Regions from separate parts of the Mus musculus genome. Here region 2 is linked to region 1. The links are chromatin contacts, called in public Hi-C maps. All regions are on one chromosome and are shown on one strand. Each heading gives the region's core, a stretch centred on a gene start, on an enhancer-like site or on the middle of the called end of the contact. The rest is flanking DNA. Distances are from core to core; before and after follow the strand shown.

Evidence for each region. A called contact is a pair of places that touch in the nucleus more often than the background predicts.
Region 2: a contact with region 1 is called in a Hi-C map of cerebral cortex, with 3 times the contacts expected there. The contact joins two enhancer-like sites. A contact is called at or near these places in 2 of 39 promoter capture datasets (the C10 cell line and liver), 1 of 15 datasets of contacts at CTCF or cohesin (large pre-B cells), 63 of 484 Hi-C or Micro-C datasets (the AML12 cell line, the C10 cell line, the C2C12 cell line and 41 more), 9 of 115 datasets of contacts at active chromatin or transcription factors (T-cell acute lymphoblastic leukemia, bone marrow-derived dendritic cells, differentiating embryonic stem cells and 5 more) and 2 of 9 other capture datasets (adipose tissue and pancreatic islet).

Annotation. Positions count from the first base shown.
Region 1 is chr10:74,924,152-74,926,851 of GRCm38.p6, reverse strand. No RefSeq gene overlaps it. Among named protein-coding and RNA genes, the nearest start is that of Gnaz, 42 kb to the left of the region's middle. Within about 2 kb of position 1,396, at least 13 of the 459 cell types and tissues checked have an H3K27ac peak or open chromatin away from gene starts, as enhancers often do. A contact at or near this core is called in cerebral cortex and rod photoreceptor, where this site is marked.
Region 2 is chr10:75,005,950-75,008,727 of GRCm38.p6, reverse strand. The region is part of intron 4 of Rsph14 (radial spoke head homolog 14 (Chlamydomonas)); the gene reads left to right. The region is part of intron 3 of Gnaz (guanine nucleotide binding protein, alpha z subunit); the gene reads right to left. Among named protein-coding and RNA genes, the nearest start is that of Gm40692, 16 kb to the left of the region's middle. Within about 2 kb of position 1,342, at least 37 of the 459 cell types and tissues checked have an H3K27ac peak or open chromatin away from gene starts, as enhancers often do. A contact at or near this core is called in cerebral cortex and rod photoreceptor, where this site is marked.

The DNA of each region.
Region 1 (2,700 bases), core at 147-2,646:
GAATCGTGCATTGTGAAACAGTAGGCACACAAATATGTGTGCCCACACTACACATGGTGGTGTTAACATGGCAGACATGTGAACAGGCATGCTTGCAAGCCGAGCGGTGTTGATGGGACACAGAGGTGCACTGATAGGCTTGCCCTTGCTGCCATTTAGTCACGCTGGAACGCAGCAGGTGTGCAAACGTGTGCTCATGTCACCACATGGTATTGCTTGGATGTGGCAGCCACGCAGTGCTGGGATATTGTGTGGGTGTGAATAGGCACACTCATGCTTCTGCCTCCAAGGCTGGGACATGGCCCAAGTGCAAACAGGAATCCTCGCACCACAAGGTACTGGTGCTGAAACACCACGGGCATGCAAACAGATGTACCTATCCCACCATGCTGTCAGCCTGCGATTTGACAGACACGTCACCAGGTCTGCTCATGCCACAATGACTTGGGGTTGGGACACAACAGGCACAAACAAGTGTGAACAGGGTTACCCACACCACCACATGGGAACCCCGGGACATGGCAGTACCGGACACAGGAGGCGTGCAAGCGAGCATGCTTATTGCAACCATGAGTCTCTGCTGGGCTAGGACAGGCATGTCAACAGGTGTGCATGTGCGAGCACATAGCGGCGCTTTGAGGTAGCATCAGGACAAGCATTTGCACTGCCACAAAGCAATGACGGGACACAGCAGGTGCACGAACAGGCACACCCTTGCTGCTGGGTGAGATGCTGGCACACAGCAGGCATGCAAACAGGGATGTCCATTCTACCCACCTGGCACCAGAAGGTATGTAAGTAGGTGTACCTGTGCCACTGTGCGGCAGTGTTGGGACCCGGCAGGCTTGTGATCAGGTGTGTTAGGCAGCCACATGGCAGTTCTGGGGCATCACAGGTATGCAAACAGGTGTATGTAGGTACTAGTACTGCTAAGCTGTGGAAGTGCAGTCATTCCCCCCCACCCCCCTTCCACAGTATGAGGCTAGGACATAGCAAATGAGACCAGGCATGTCCAGACTGCTACAGGACAATAATGGGACACGGCAGGTGTGCATATAGCATGCCTGCACCACCGTGTGGTGGCACTGGGATACAGTAGGTGTACAAACAAGCATGCCATCCCGCCAAACGCTGCCAGTACCCAGTGCCGGAACCCAGACTTGCAAACGGTCCTGCATCCATTCCACCACGTGTTGGCGAGGCACGCAAACAGGTATCCTTGTACCGTAATACGGTGGCACTGACGTTGCAGGCACGAAAACAGACACGCCTGTGCCCATCATAACGCCCACACTAGGATTCAGCAGATGTGCCACATTTCAGTGCTGGCACACCGCAGGCGCACGTCCGGACAAACGTGGCAGCCTGGAACACGGCAACTGTGTAAACAGGCACAACTGCGCCACCACATGGCAGCAACGGGATATGGCAGGCTCAAACGTCCATGCTGCATTGTCACAGGACAGGGGGGGGGGCACAGCAGGTATGTAAACAGGTGTGCCTATGCTGCCTGGAAAAAATGGCAACATGGGGGTCATGACATGCTCGCAAATCAGGCACGCACAGGCCACTATATGGCCATCACTTGGGTCATGGCAGGTATGCCAAGGCTACCAGGTGGTGGCACTGGGAAGCCGGTGTAGGAACAGGAGTACCCAGGTGTGGGATCATAATGACCCAGGGTTAGTAGGGGGAAAGGTCAAGGAGAGCTTTAACTCCAGATACCTCAGATGAGGATGGCAGGTACTGGCTCGCTCCCCTCTCCCAATTTGGTGCCAGAAAGCCGGCTCCCCAACCATGAACCCTAGTAAGCATTTACTATCCCGACAGTTTCCAGGCTTCACTTGTTTGACCTTCGAAGGTTTTCCCCTTGGATGCCCAACCCTTGAGCATGCAGATGAAGCATCTTCCAACACGGCTGTCCTGGTCAATTGTACATGGCTGCACTGTCCTTGCCCCAGAGACTCTGTCCACCTTCCCAGAAGCATAAGTGCCCCTTTCTCTCTGCCATTAAACCAAACCAGTTCTCTGAAGCTGTTCCCAGGTGTGTATATTCTTTGCCTGCGCACTCACTGCTGGCCCCACGTTGCACCCTTCGCAGCTAAGCTTCCTCACCTCCAGCAATGGGGCCAGTTCTCCCAAGGGGGAGAAGTGGACTCGGGGTGGCACCCGGGCTGCATGCCATGGTGTTTGGTACGACAGACATGTGAACGGCTCTTCCTATGCTTCCACGTCGTGAGGCTGGGCCACGGCATGTAGGCCCACGCCACCAGGTGCCTGTGCTGTAACATGGCAGGTGTGCAAACAGGCAAGCCTTCACTGCCTTGTCGTGGCCCTGGGAGATGGCATATGTGCGAATAGGTGTGGCAGTGCCACTACATGGCAGCACTGGCGCTCAGCAGGACTTGAACAAGTGTGACACGTATCCATGTGGCGGCACTGGTATATAGCGGGTTAGTCAATAGTCATGCCTGTAGCACCATACCACGTAGCCTCACAGGGGCACACCAAGCACACTAACTGGCATGCCTGTACCCACCACGTGGCATTGCTTGTATATTGCAGATGAGCCAAGAGGCTCATGTCACCACCACGAGGTATCACTGTGACTCAGAATGATGTATGATCAGGTCTTCCTATCTGGCCTGTGTTGGCCCTGTGACACGACAGATGTATGAACAGGCATGCTCCCATTGCCAG
Region 2 (2,778 bases), core at 93-2,592, 82 kb before region 1:
GAATGGAGACAGTGCTGACAAGAACCACAAGAGGACCCATATAGGAGGAGGTTTGGACCAGCATGGCCTCCTTATGAAAATGGGAAGAGGGCTGGAGAGATGGCTTAGTGGCTAAGAACACTGACTGCTTTTCCAGAGGTCCTGAGTTCAATTCCCAGCAACCACATGGTGGCTCACAACCATCTGTAATGGGATCCGATGCCCTCTTCTGGTGTGTCTGAAGACAGCTACAGTGTATTCATCCATAAAAATAAATACTTAAAAAAAAAAGTCCTTTTGAGAATTTAATGTAATTTACTCTTTAAAAAGGCGGGGGGAGGGGGAATGTTACAGAGGCTCTGTGATCTGTGCTCTGTGATCACGGGGGGGGGGGGGGATGTTACAGAGGCCATGCTCTGTGATCAGCGGGGGGTGTTACAGAGGCCATGCTCTGTGATCAGCGGGGGGGGGGGGATGTTACAGAGGCCATGCTCTGTGATCAGCGGGGGGGGGGGGGTGTTACAGAGGCCATGCTCTGTGATCAGGGGGGATGTTACAGAGGCCATGCTCTGTGATCAGGGGGGTGTTACAGAGGCCATGCTCTGTGATCAGAAGCCTCTGGTTTGGAAAAGACAAGGTTGGATCTGAAGTCGCACACTGCCGTTGGGACCTGGGACCGTCAGTCGGGGACTGTCACTAAGCTTAGGTGCCGAGAAGCTTCTGTGGGGCATGACTCTGCTGGCTTCCTGGAGGAGAGCGCCTGTCCATGCTACCTGAGTACTCTCGGGCCTCCCCTGAGGCACGCCCAGATGGCCGTGAGACTCTGTGATTCTCACACTCCAGACTGCAGTTCTTGCCTCCGTGAAATGGACCACTCACCCTGGATCCACCAGTGACCTGGAGAGGACTGTGCTTCTGAGAAGCTGATCCCGGACTGGGGAACTGAAGGAGGTATCCCTCGCCTCCTGAGCCCTGTCTCTAGGCCCCGTGATACAGATGACAGGCTTGCCAGCCAGGCCCTTGACACTCTGCAGGGTGCCAGGGTCTCCTTTCACTGATAGACTAAGTCCTATGCACACTCCCTTGCTGGTCTGCAGATCTGTGGCTGCACTTCCTATCTGGGAGCTGGCTGTCTCTGCCACTCTCTCCTACTTTAGAGGCATGGGGGAGGTTACTATCCATGCTGTGGTGTCCTCGAAGAGCTTAGACACACAGGGAGTGAGGTGAGAAACCCTGAGGAGGGAGTCTGATGAAATCTAAGCAGGCACCATGCCACTGCTTCCTAGCAGTAGGCACAAGCTGGGCAGGCAGCAGTCATTCACCCAGGGAGGGCCAGATGCTTGGTTCTCCCCAGACAGTGCCAGCTACTGGCTGCTGGCTTCCCCGTTCCATCCTTGCCTTCCCCGTGACGTGGCTCCCAGTGGACAGAGCCTCTGTATCCACTCCAGTGCTTGGATGGAATGCCAGCTAACCCTAACAGAGACAAGGCAGGTGTGCCTCTGGCTCCGCTACCCACAGGGAAGCTCTCAGGTACTCTGGGCACGCCAGGTACATTCAAGTGTGTGGTAGCCCCTTGGGTCTTTCTCAGCCCCAAACTGCTGGAAGGTGGCAACAGCCAGCTGCCCCTCCCTCTGTTCAGTTTAGCACCCAGACTCTCAGTAGATGGATTGCTGTTTCCATGACAACCGAAGAGGACGCCTCCACCCTCCATCTCACACAGCAATAAAGACCAAAGACAGGAGGAGGCTGTACTTCTTAGCTCAATATATCTACCTGGGGGTAGTAGCAGTGGGCCTTTGGGAGTTGGTTGGGGGACCTGATTCTCCTCTGGAGATGATCTGTTGGCTCACTCTGGCCTAAGAGCCAGCAGGCAGTTAAGATGGAAGGTTCCTTTGGTGACATGTTCCTGATAGCATCCACCTGTGAGGAGGCCACTTTTCCATTCACATTAGAAAAGTGACACAGGGCTCCAGGCCCAGGGAGAAGGGTCATGATGGGGATCCTCACAGCATTCCTATTTTATGGACTCAACCTCTGCCCAGCCCACCACCCTGGAGCAAGGAGGGTCCCATACAGACTGGATCACCTTCAGGCTTGGTCAGGGATATTGGCCTCGGGGGAAACTGGGATGTATCTGGAGACAGAGGAGATAACTGGGGACTTATTTCCAGCGCAATCTGGTTAGTGTTTCTCTCCTCCTTCCTGCATAACTTAACTGCTGCTTCCATAGCCTGGAGAATTGGATTAGGGAAGCTCATGATTCTATGAGCCCTGCTGCCCTGGAGCCTGTCTGAAGGAACAAGCAGTGCAGGAACAAGGGATGCGCTGAAGCTAAGGAGGCTGCTGCCTGCCTATGAGCTGGGTCCCACCTGTGCTCCCTCAGGGTGGTCACCCCCACACAAGGGTCCCTCCCCCCACCCACCAAACCTGCGGGTGCTCAGGGCCCTGAAGCAGATGGCACAACCTGGTCTACTGTTCCGGCTCCAAGGGCCTGCTCACAGCCCCTATTCCCATCTTGCCTGCCTACCACTTGGCTCCATACACTACCCTATTTTTGTTCTCTGGGATCTGCCATTGCTTTCCTAACTAGAGACCCCACCTACCCTTAAATCTCCATGCCCTCCCATTCAGTTCAATATTTCTTTCATGAGTCTTTTGACTTGGCTCTGAGCAGCATATGGGGAGGAGGTCGGAAGTCTGGCTCTTAGTCCCCGCTTGAGGGACAGACAGCACTAAGCAAACTTAACTTCAGAGAATGGAGTCCTTCGGAGGATGGATACACATGCTTACCAGCTGTCC